2 separate regions of the Mus musculus genome follow, and region 1 is linked to region 2. Evidence: chromatin contacts called from public HiChIP or PLAC-seq data. All regions are on one chromosome and are shown on one strand. Each heading gives the region's core, a stretch centred on a gene start, on an enhancer-like site or on the middle of the called end of the contact. The rest is flanking DNA. Distances are from core to core; before and after follow the strand shown.

Region 1 (5,896 bases), core at 1,745-4,244, 770 kb before region 2:
TAGGGTGGGGACTCGGGCAGGCATACTGCTGGCTTCAAACCTTGGCTCTGTGATGGTCTAGCTGTGTGTCTGTGCTCCTACATCCTTTTCCAGAATATGGATCTCAGAACCAATCCCAAAGGCTGTCAGCTTTAGAGATGCCTGTAAACTGGCCAGTAGGTATCTGACAGGGAGCAAGCCTGGGCTACGCGAAGTGACCACTTCTTAAAAGCAGCCTGGGTGTAGTGGCACAGGTCTATAATCTCAGCACTGAGGAGGCTGGGATAAAACTTGAAAGTCGGAGGCAAGCCTGGGCTAAGTAAGGACATTCTTAGAAACACATGAACAGGGGAAAATGGATGAGGGAAAAGGATGACGTGGGGAGGAAGAAGAGAAGTGGAGGAGCCAGGGAAGAGGAGAGGGGGAGGAGAGTTGGCACTCAGCACTGGCCAGGGTCTGGCCAAGATGTCCGCCTACACCGCGCCCCGCCCCCCATCCTGGTGTAGCTCCTCCCCTAAGCTGGGTGGAGACCAGCTCCTGCTTAAGAACCTTCAAAGTCAACAGCTCCAGGCAAAACCGCACATCCGGGTGGAGGTAGGAGGTGCGGGTGCTGCCTAAATGGCAGGTCTGTTAGTCTCAGCCCTGAACCACCTCACCTGGCAGCAGGCCCACCAGACAGCACGGCATAGAGGACTACTGCCCGCCACACCATCGAATCTCACAAAATCCAACCAGGCCAGGGCAGAGGCAGCCAAGGAAGGAGCTGGGTTCCCTGACATTGGTGTGGGGGCAAAGTGCATCTCGGGTCTCTCCTTGGCCCATTCTGTCCCCGGGGCTGTAGCTGCCTGGGTCATTGGGAGTTGTCACAGCCTCCTGCTCCAACCCTACCAGACACAAGTCCCAGCCACTCAGAGGGATGCAAGCACAGGTCTGTGTGACACCATGGGGCAGAGTCCAGTTGTGGGAGCACGTCCAGCCTCCATCAGAATGGCCTGGGGTTCCAACACTTCCCAGCTGTAGAGACTGAGCTGGGTGGTGGGCAGCCGCCAGCTTTCCTACCACACAGACCTCATAAGCCGGAAGGGGGAGGTTGAGGCTCACAGGGGATGGAGACCGTTGGAAGCAGGCATCTTTGACCTCTCTGTCCCTGGCAGCAAAATCTGGGCCTCATGTCTCAACAGGTATGGGGCTCCCCCGCCCCCATCCCCAGGCTCCCAATTCCAAGCTATGGCCTCCAGGCTGCAAGAGCCGGAGAACAAGGTGCCCACGTCGATGTTCCTCTCATCCTAGGAAAGATGGAGGTGGAGTGGGCTGACCCAGTTCCCCTGCTCAGCCACATCTGTCTTGTTTACCTTCCTTCATCAAGGAGACAGGCACTGGGTGTGTGTGTGTGGGGGGGGGGGAGCACTAAGGGGAGGAGGTGACAGAGGTCAGCATTAGCAACTCCAGCACGTGGCTGTGAAGCACAGAAGGCCACTGGCTCAAGGTAGCCAGGGGGTTAGAACCTGTCCACACTCCTGACTTGTGGGCTTTGACCCCAGCCCTGAGTTCTGGTACCAACCAGCACTGTATTGCACATCCAGAGAATTTGAAGATGGACATCTCGTCCCAGCAGCATCCCTACATAGGGGAAAGGAGAAGGGGAAAGCCATGAAGCCGGCCTGCAGTCTCCTAGTGGGCCCTGCGGCCCAGGGCTTTAGTGTGTGTGGTTTTGAGAGACTGTCACAGGGACCTGGGACTTGCCAGGGTCTCCTGACTGGCTGGCTGGAGACCCCAGCACAGACCACTGTGTTCTGTGCCTTGCACAAGTGCTGGGCATCAAACTCAGATCCCCCTACTTGCGCAGCAAGCACTTACTGATGGTACTTCTTCCCCATGGCCCTCCAGGAAGGTGAGCATGTGGGGTCTGCAGACTCTGCACCCAGCCAGGCAGGTCCAGCAGGCTCACCCCAGGGAATCTCTGTTGCTCTGGGCTGCCCCCTGCAGGCTCAGCCAACCCTGCCATGCTAGTGAGCCATCTCTGTGTCCTGCTTGACCTTGGTACCCATAGCTCCCTGCCAGACTGTGTCCATCCGTGCAGCGGTATCTGGGAAGAGGCAAAGCAGGCCAGAGGCTCAGCCCTGCCAGGGCCTGGAGAGAAGAACGGTGGCAGAGGGGACCCACGGGGACAGGAGAAAAGGAGACACGTGCTTGTTACACACTCATCTGCAGGCTTTACCCCCAAGGCTCTGGGCCCCCACCACAGCTACACTGTGACCCAACTTCCCCCTTCAGAGAGTCCCAGAGGCCCCCATAACCGCCCCCACAGACTTGGGCTTCTCTCCTCCATCCTTGAGGTGGCCTCGAGGGCCCCAGTGGATCCTTCTCATTGGCTCAGCCCAAGAGGCAGCCGGCCAGGAGAGGCGTGGGGGTGTGGGAAAGGCCCTCCCCATCTGTAGACTGGACACTGGAATGTGCTGAGCAGAGCCAGGCCTAATCCCCATTCATCCCCTTGAGGCCACTGAGCCACTGCAGCGGGGCAGCCCTGGGATGGAAGGGGACTGGATCAGGGACACATTCCCAGTATGGTAGACAGTTGATGGATGGTCAGACTGAGGTCATAAGGTCAGCCAGGGTTCTATAGGAGGACACACTTTCTTCACTCTTTGAGACCGATGGGGTCAGTGTGAGGCTCTGGAGTATGGGAGTTGGGGGGGGCCCTGGTTACACCCTCCCTACAAAGATGGGTGATGTATCCCCAGATGTGCACAAGACCCTGAATAGTGCTGGTGGCAGAGCTAGGTAGACCTGGGGAAGTATGTTGAAAGGACCAGTGTATTCACTGATGAACCCAGGGCAAGAGCGCTGCCACTAAGCCATGTACCCAGCCCCCTCTCCAGCAGGGTTAGCCTGAGGGGGGAGGAAAAATGGGGCACAGAGGTCCATGTGACCCAGACAAGGCCCCTAGAGGTGGGGCCCCCATGCCCCGCCCCAGCGGGCTCTGCTATATCTCCAGCTGCCTCATCCCCACACCCAGTGGCTGAGGGCAATGACACTGCAGGTGGGTAAGATCCACAGCCCAGGGAGGTTGCAAATGCTGGAGAAGGAAGTGGAGTGGGGGGGTGGGCGCCTGGTGGGGCCACCTACTCCACTATAGAGCTGGGAATGTTTATAGCTTCTCCTCAGCCCCCAAGCAGAGAGGCTGTGGGGGTAAGGTTGGACCACCACACCCAGAGCAACATGGAAGTAGAGGCTTGGGCTTGGTGGGAGCCGGTGTCCCTGAATAAACAGCACACTTGATGGGGAGGAAGGAGGTTGCAGCCCTCTGGGGCTCTGTCCCCTGTGTTTTGCCTTCAGTTCGAAGCCTTCTGTGCAGGGGGTCTGGCCCCTGGCTGGAGCCTGACTGTCCAGGGACATGCAGATGCTGGAGAAGAGAAGTAAGAGCCTCCCTCGCTGGGGTCGGGACCCTCCAGCCACACTCCTGACCCTAATCACACTCTCCACCCATAGGTTCGAGATCAACTTCTTAACAGACGCCGGAGACATCGCCTTCCACGTCAAACCTCGATTCTCCAGCGCCACGGTGGTGGGCAATGCTTTCCAGGGAGGACGGTGGGGGCAGGAGGAGGTGTCCAGCATATTCCCACTGACTCTGGGAGAGCCCTTTGAGGTGATGGGGTCTGTGGGAGGAAGGAGAGGTGGGGTGGGACACCTAGGACCCGTGAAGACAGGGACTGCGGAGGATAAATGCATGGGCTGGTGCACCCTGCTGGGCCGAGTGGCCTCCTTTCACGGAGTTTGTTCACAGGGTGTCTCTCTCTCTCTGGCTACTAACCACCTTCTCTTGGTGAAAAGAGGGATCCCCAGCTAGGAACTCAGGACCAGGTGGTCCACACCATGCTTTGCCAAGTAGCCAGGGTTGTGTTTTATAAAATGCGGCAGGAGGGAGCACCTTGGTGGGCCAGGCCAATGAGCACCTTGGTGGGCCAGGCCAATGTGTCGTCGTCCCCGTCCCCCCCCCCCCCCCCGAGGAATCAGCACCGTGCAACAGGCCTAGTACAAAATGAAGTTTATTGGAGGGAAAGGAAGGCAACGTGGAAAGGGGATAGTGGCAGAGAAAAGGGGGCAGAGAAGGACAGAAAGACAGAGGAGAGAAGACAGAAAGAGGAAGAAAGGTAGAGGCTGGCTGAGAACACGTGGAGAAGAGAGAGAAGAGAGGGAGAGAGGGAGAGACAGAGACAGAGAGACAAAGAGGAGCCAAGCTGAATGAATAGTCCTGGCTCACACTTGGCTGCTGTTGGGTGGAGCCTGGAGAGATTGCTGACAGCCAAGAAGGCTTCTGTGGTTGGGGCCCAGAGACACCCCCCACACACACACACTTTCCCTTCCCCTCAGATGGAGGTGAGTGCAGACGCAGAACACTTCCACATTTATGCCCAGGAACAAAAGGTGCTCCAGTTCCCACATCGGCACCGACCGCTGGCCACCATCACCAGAGTGCGAGTGCTCAGTGAGCATCGGCTGGCCCAGGTGGAGCTGGCCAAGCGGAGCCTGAGCTGGGGGTAAGGTGCCCGCCATGTCCTCACACACTAACCCAGGTGGAATTGGCCAAGTGGAGCCTGAGCTGAGGGTAAGGTGCCCGCCATGTCCTCACACACCATTCGGGATTCCTATCTGCCTGGTCCCTGGTTGGCTAACGTATGTCACCTTCTTCTGGCCTTGCACAGCTGTTTCCCTCCCTCACCCCCCAGTTGTCCACATCTGGTTAGAGCAAGCAGAGCTAAAACCAGAACCTTGGATTCTTGCAGCGATGGGGGCTACTGAGCAGACTGGACCACAGCCTACAAGAGCCAGCCTTGACCATCCTGCATCCCCTTCTACCTGGAGCCACGGGACACACACTACACACGTTATAGATGCTGGGAAGCTGAGGCTCTGTGTGAACCCCGAGCTTTACCTTCAATAAAATATGAGCAGGTTACAGTCTTGGCTGCTGTGGAGGTGGGGCTGTTCTGTGGGGCTGTGACAGCCACAGATGTGCCTGCCAGGAAAAGGGGCTTCCTGAGACCAATGCCCCAGGCGCTGGGCAGTCCCTCCCCTTGTCCCCAAGACCCTGGCTGGAGTCTGAGGCTCTATTTCAAAGGGTACTCACTCACTCTCTGACACTCACATGACCCTATCATGGGGTGAAACACGGTGGACAGGAGACTGTGGTGGGGCTTTCAGTCCCTTTTGGCACAGGGTTCAGTCTGGTCCTGTCTAAGACATCATTTCAGAAGCACCGAGCGCTTCCTGGAAGCTTCCTCCTCCCCCTGCTTCCCATTGGAGTCCTTCCTGTTTCCTCTGGTCCCACCTGGATGGGAGACGTGCTCCTGTCCCTGTAGTCTTCTATGTGTGCGTGCGTGCGTGCGTGCGTGTGTGTGTGTGTGTGTGTGTGTGTGTGTGTGTGTGTGTGTGTGTGTGTGTACAGACAGGCACAGGGCAGTGGGAGAAAGGGAGGGAGGACCCTGAGGACCACTGACAGGAACTGGGCTCAGCCTTCAGCTTCCCAGCTCTACTTCCACAAATCCTCCCCCCAGGTGACCAGGGAGAAAAGCTCTCCTGCCCTGGAAGAGCCAAGCCTTCCAACCACCGCCCAGGTGCTCCCTGGGTCAGGCCAGGCAGCCACAGAGGCTCACGGATAGTTTCCTTATGAGTGCAGGTGCATGTACCAGGACAGGACCTAGGACTTCCTCAAACTCTCTCTGACTTACTGCTCTAAGAAAGGATTTCTCACTGAACTGGAAGCTTGCTGTTTTGGCTAAGCTCCCTTACCAGTGAGCTCTGGGGGTCCATCCGTCTCTGCCCTGCTGCCCTGGGATTATAGTCATGGACAGCTTTTTATGTTGGTGCTGGGATTTGAACTTCATGCTTGCAGAGCAATCACTCTTAACCACTG
Region 2 (5,744 bases), core at 2,480-4,979:
CACTCTGCTGCAGGGGCCTAGAGTTGTTCATCCTGGTTGGCCATGTGGTTCCTGCCAGCTCCTAAAAACACACCCCCAGGGGAAGGAGAGATTTGAGAGGGCGTTGCTTGAGGCACTGGCTCCTGAGAGCTTCCCTTTTATCCTGCATCTGCTGTCCCTGCTGTTCCTGCTGTCCCTGCCCTCAGCCCCGCAGGGTTCACAGTGGGCAGGTAGACATGAGGAATCTGTGCCAGGGAGCCTGGGATAGGCATGAGGGCTGTGCCACTGCCCGCACCCTGCCCGGCCCCAGCAGACACTAGGAGGCGGCTGAGAAGGGTACAGAGGTGGAGGAGAGCTCGGCAGATTTGACGATGGTGATGACACTGGTGGTGGCCACCTTGGTGGGTGTGACAGGCCCTCGGGCCACGGTGCGAGCGAAGGTCTGTAGGGCCTCATACTTGGAGCGCAGGGCATCTAGCTCCAGCCGCATGCTGCTGTTCTCTCGAGCCAGCTTCTCCACCTCCTGCTGTAGCTCCACACGCTGCCGTTCCAGCTCCTCTTTCTGTGTCACACGCTTGATGCGACAGCTAGCCGCGTAGCCTCTGTTCTTGAGTGTGCGCCGCCGCTGCTTCAGCCGAGTGACCTCCTCCTTGGTGAGCCCCCGCAGGTGCTGGTTTAGCTCCCGCACTGACATGGACACCAGCTCATCATCGCTAAGAACAGGGGCGTTCTCACCCGCCTCCTTCTTGACCTAAAGAGCCACACGAGCAGCGGTCAGAACAGGGACACAGAGTTCATGGGACGGGCACACAATCACCAAAGGCTAAGATCTGACACAACAAAGGCCTAGCAGTGCCTCTCACCTGCCCTGAGTTCCCATTGTGCACCAGGGTGGCAGCATGGGACTCCAAGGCTACGCCCAGGGCAGGGTACCCACAGACAGTCCCGCTCCTGTCGCTATGACACCTCTTTGAACAGGGAGGACCTGACAGCCATTCCCTCAGGAAGGTCTTGGTCAACTTCTAAAGCTTTCTGTGGACACAGGAACTGGGACCTTGCCCCCTCGGATGCTCTGGCCAAACACTTTTAGGTGAGGGACAGCACTGGCCTGCCCTTCCCTGACATCCACCCACTGGGGCAAAACCTGCATCTGGCTGGTCAGGGCTCGCTCAAGGGGCCCAGCACACAGTACCCAGGAGCCTCTGAGACAAGGAAGCTGACTCAGTAGCACTTCTGGTGATAGCGACATCGAGTAGTAAGGCCTGGCAGAAGGGACACCAGCTTACCTGAGGATGTTTACCTGGGATGGAGGGTGGGGTGGGGGTGGGGGACAAGTTTAGGCAGAGGAAGGGCCTGTGGATGCAGCCCTAGGTAGCCAGTATCTGTTCCACACCTGCCCTCCCGCCCTCCCACCTGTGAGCTGCCTCTCTGGGTATCAAGGCCACTGAACCGCCTCTCCTCCTCTTTCTCCAATTCCTGAGGACAAAGCTGACCTCATTTTCTAGGGCAGTGCTGTGAGGGGGCCAGGGGGAGGGCTTTGCCAGGGCAGGATGAGTTGCCCCTGTGCCATGCCAGGGCAGAGCCCGTCACAGCCCATGCTGGCCCTGCCCGCCTTACCTTCAATGCCTTGTTGGGCTTGGGATTAGTCGTCATAACCCGGGCCCTGTCACCAGGACGGAACCACCAGAAAATCGTAGCTGGAAAGACAGAAACGGTATGTTAGGACTTAGCAAGCTAGGATCATTACCTCTAAGTAACAGCACCTGGAAATGGGGCAGGCCTGCCCTTAAGCCTTAAGTTCTCAACCTCTTAATGCTATGACCCTTTAATATTCCGGTGTGACCCTCATGTTCTTGTGACCCCCATCCATGAATTTATTTTTATTGCTACTTTATATTTGTAATTTTGCTACTGTTATGAATCGTAACGTAAATATCTGTGAGTTTTGATGGTCTTAAGTGACACCCCCACCCCATAAAAAGGTTGTTGGACACCCTCAGGGGATCGCGACAAACAGGTTGAAAACCACTGCTTCAGCACATTGGAGCAGGCACCCTGGCCAGTTTGCCTCTGCCTAGCAGGGAGGAATGAGATCCAACCATGCCTCTTGCTCCAGCAACAGTCCCCAGAACACACAAGACCCCTACGTCCCTGGGGGCTGCCACCTGGTTCTCCCATCCAGCTCACACTAAGGGATGCCATCAGCCCTGCGGAGTAACTGCAGTCACGAACAATTGTTGCTTTCTGCTCTAGGTGCCCTCCTGAACGCAGACAAGAAATTTACAGCCGGGGGGGGGGGGGGGAGGACGAGGACCAGGTGCTGCATGCATCCTCAAGACCAAAGGGACTTGCCAGCTGCATAACCAGCTCTATAAGCGGCAGTGCTCCACTCTGAGGGAGAGGGCCTTGGGGCAGTGTTTATCCCTTAGCAAGAGCTCCTGGTGTTCCCGTCTCAGCCTGGCTCACCAGGGAGAGAAGGCTATTTCCTGAGACCTCATTCACACCCCCACCCCTCCACAGCACCGCCCTCCTGCAACCCAAGGGACACCTACCTCCGTGAAGGACACTGCAGCTGTGACATCACCACTCCTCCCTGGCCACCCCAGCCCCTCAGAGTGACCCCAAGGCCCCTATGGGTGGGGTGGGGGCTACTGGTGGGTAGCAGGTTCAGAGGATCCAGCCAGAGACACGGGCAGAGAACTCCAGCCACCTGGCAGACTTACTGGGCTGTCTGGCAGGCCCTGTCCCCATGGCCAGCCCGCCAGCCCCCTTGCCCGCCCTTCTCATTCTCCAGTCTGCATTGTGTCACACACCCTCATCATTCATGAAAAAGCCAGCCAAAGCATCCCAAGCATGATTCCCCTCTGATAGTTGCCATGACGACCTTGGGATGTAGCCAACCCCCCACTGTCGCCATGGCAACAGAGAAGCCCAAAAGCATTTGGGACTTGTGGGTCAAGCCTGTGCGGAAAGACAACACGAGGTTCTCAGGCAGTAAACAAACCCATTCATTCCCTGACAAGTGGGGAAGGGGTAAGAGGGACAGGGACGCCTTTAAAGTGGGATACACCCCCAGCTCTTGTCTTTCAAACCCTGACAAAGATGGGCACAGAACAAGGAACATCAGGGAAATCACACAAAGGAGAGTGTGGAGGACAGGCATGAACAAGACAGTGGAGGACCTCCCTGTCCCTTCCCCCACAGATGTGAGGGGCCTTTAGGCTCTGTCTCTCTACACTGTGACCCCACCTCTGATGGGGTCCTGTCTCATTGCCCGCCACCCTTACTGCCCAGGAAGCCATCAGCGAGAGACAAGGTACTGACTCTGGTAGTAGATATAGTACCCTGGTGACTTCGCTGGTCATGCTGAGGGGCAATGGCAGTAGGCCGACCAGGACAGGGGCAGGGCCAGGAACTCAGGTAAAGCAGCATGCATCCTGTCACAGTATCCATCTGGGACCTGAGATGGACCAGAGCTTGTGAGGGTGATCCAATGTCGATGAGAGATCACATGGGGATACGGGCAGAGCATGTATCGTCCACAGATCACCTCCAGCTCCAGCCAGGTAACAGTGGCACTAGAGAGGTGCTGGGCTGCCCCATTAGGAACTCTCAGGAGCCAGGCGCCTAGGAGCCCCGGGAGCCCTGAGAAAGTTTTCCGTGTAAGGAGGGAGGAGGGATTGGGCATCTCTTCCAACTTGCAACTCCAGCGTCAGTGACATAGCTATGTGGTGAGTCACAGGCTGTTTACAGAGCCGGCTCACATTCCCACACAAGGACACCCCTCCCACCCGCATGCTCACGGGCCCCAGGGGCCACTGCCAGCGGAAAAGGAAGGTGCCTGGAAGAAGGGGGAATCAACTCAGACCCACGGGTGCCGAGACGTGCAGGCCAGCGCTCAGCTTGGAGCAGGAATCTTTCCATTGCCATAGTGATGGTACTGTGACAGCTGGGTGGCCAGGACATGCACGGGGTAGGGGCTTGCCCCCAGGTGACCCCACGAGAGTCAACTGACCACTGGATGGAGACCACCTGGCCAGCAGGAAGGGCCCCTCCCTGGCACTTTCCATGTATACCCTCTTTGTGGGCTTCTGATGGGGTCTGAGTTCAAGGATCCTTCTTCAGACTTAAGCTGGCTTAAAAATAAGTAAACCCCAGAGGCCATGGACAAATGCCAACCCCTTCAATGCTGGGGTCATTTCCTCAGAAAAAGAGGATGCGAGAAAAGACCCCAGAGATGACAAGTGGAGTCCTGAAGCCCCCACTCAGGAGTCCTGGGTGCACACTTAGACTGAGCTAATGTTTTTACCCCAGCCTACCCCGCCCCAGCTAGGCTTCAGCTTCTGGAACCCTGTTCAGCAGGAACACCTGCACCCCCTGTCAAAATAACTCAGACTCCATCCTTCATGACCAACATTGTAGAAGTCTGTCCAGGGGAAAGGTGAGGTGCACGTTTGCCCTGAGTCAGACAGAGGCATGCATGCCCTTCTGCCTGGTTGCAATCACGGGGGACGATCTAAGGGACAGAGATTTTCAGCAACTCAGTGTGTGTACGCCAAGCACCTGGGTACAGTCCCAACCTATCCATCGAAGGCCAAGCCAGGCCTGCCATCCTAGACCCTGGGAGAACTACAAGTTCAAGGCCAACCTGGGCTACAGAGTGTGTTCAAAGTCAGCCTGGACAACTTAGGGAGAAGCTACCCCTGCCCAAGCCCAGCTCCTCTGATAAACACGGCCAGCCAGCAGGGACAGGGTGGCCAGTCCTTCCACTTGAAGATGGACTGGGATAGAAGAGGCCCTGTGCATAAAGAGCAGAGAGGCACACTGCCGCAGAGCAAGGGAGTCCAGCCTGGCATCCAGAGACAGCAGGTAGCAGATGCTAGCAGACTGTCTTCCGTATGGGAGAGGGGATGGGGGTGGGGGAGCAGGCAGAGCATCGCCTATCCTACCTACTTTTGCTCCCCGGAAGCAGTTCCTCAGCACTCCACTGCACTGACTGCACTATTGGGGGCACTTATAGCATCAAGACTCTCTCCTGCACGACATCCTGGCAGTCCTAGCACACAGCAAGAAGGACAAACAGACAGGGAGCTACAGAGACTATGTACTTGCTACTAGTGCTATGGTGGACCAGAAAAGGTCTCAGTCTCAAAAGGTCTCCATGTTCCCCAGGTAGTGTATAACATGGATCACCCATCTCACTCTGCTGCAACTGTAACACCAACCTGGGGGTTCTGAGTGATACCCCCTGTTCCTTGGGGTGACAGCAACTCCAGCCCCCAATCCAGCTGACCAAGATGTGTGCTCTTCAGGTTTCTGGTCTCCCAGAATGGGGGAAGGGAGCAGGGTGGGTGTCGAGAGACCTAGTCTGTCCAAGGGAACAGGTTCATGCCCCAGACAGCAAGCGTCACCCTGACAGCAGGCAGCCACAGAACCTAAAGCCACTAAGGATGTGGCCACCTCTGTTCCGGAGCCTCTCACAAATACCCAAAGCCAAGCACCCTTTCCAGGACCCCGAGGACACATGGGGCTGACACATCCCCGACAGACAGTGGCCACATGCTGATGAACCACAACACAGCTGGTCAAATGAGCTCCTGCCACTGCAGACCACTAAGATTTCACTGTGCCGTCCTCCCACAGCGCGTGGCTGGGCATCTCCACCCAGCTCAGGCTGGCTGGCCGCCCTCCCATAAGCCACAACTGTCTGCCTAGCCTAGAGGACGTCTGGTCACCTTGCGCTTGCAATCTCAGGAAGCTGTGTC

Evidence for each region. HiChIP or PLAC-seq counts read pairs in DNA pulled down with a chosen protein or histone mark.
Region 1: an H3K4me3 HiChIP or PLAC-seq map of bone marrow-derived macrophages shows a contact between it and region 2, with 7 times the contacts expected there. The contact joins the promoter of Grifin here to the enhancer-like site in region 2. A contact is called at or near these places in 1 of 39 promoter capture datasets (embryonic stem cells), 1 of 484 Hi-C or Micro-C datasets (B cells), 3 of 115 datasets of contacts at active chromatin or transcription factors (bone marrow-derived macrophages, embryonic forebrain and large pre-B cells) and 1 of 9 other capture datasets (embryonic stem cells).

What each region holds. Positions count from the first base shown.
Region 1 is chr5:140,562,165-140,568,060 of GRCm38.p6, reverse strand. Grifin (galectin-related inter-fiber protein) reads left to right here and starts at 2,994. Exons shown (of 5, transcript NM_030022.1): 1 at 2,994-3,019; 2 at 3,316-3,395; 3 at 3,469-3,628; 4 at 4,354-4,520; 5 at 4,767-4,872. The coding sequence starts at 3,008. The coding sequence ends at 4,782. It also overlaps Gm52800.
Region 2 is chr5:139,795,071-139,800,814 of GRCm38.p6, reverse strand. It overlaps Mafk (v-maf musculoaponeurotic fibrosarcoma oncogene family, protein K (avian)), which reads right to left. Exons shown (of 3, transcript NM_010757.2): 2 at 1,597-1,676; 3 at 1-730. The coding sequence starts at 1,632. The coding sequence ends at 296. Among named protein-coding and RNA genes, the nearest start is that of Mafk, 6.4 kb to the right of the region's middle. Within about 2 kb of position 3,729, at least 235 of the 459 cell types and tissues checked have an H3K27ac peak or open chromatin away from gene starts, as enhancers often do. A contact at or near this core is called in bone marrow-derived macrophages and embryonic forebrain, where this site is marked.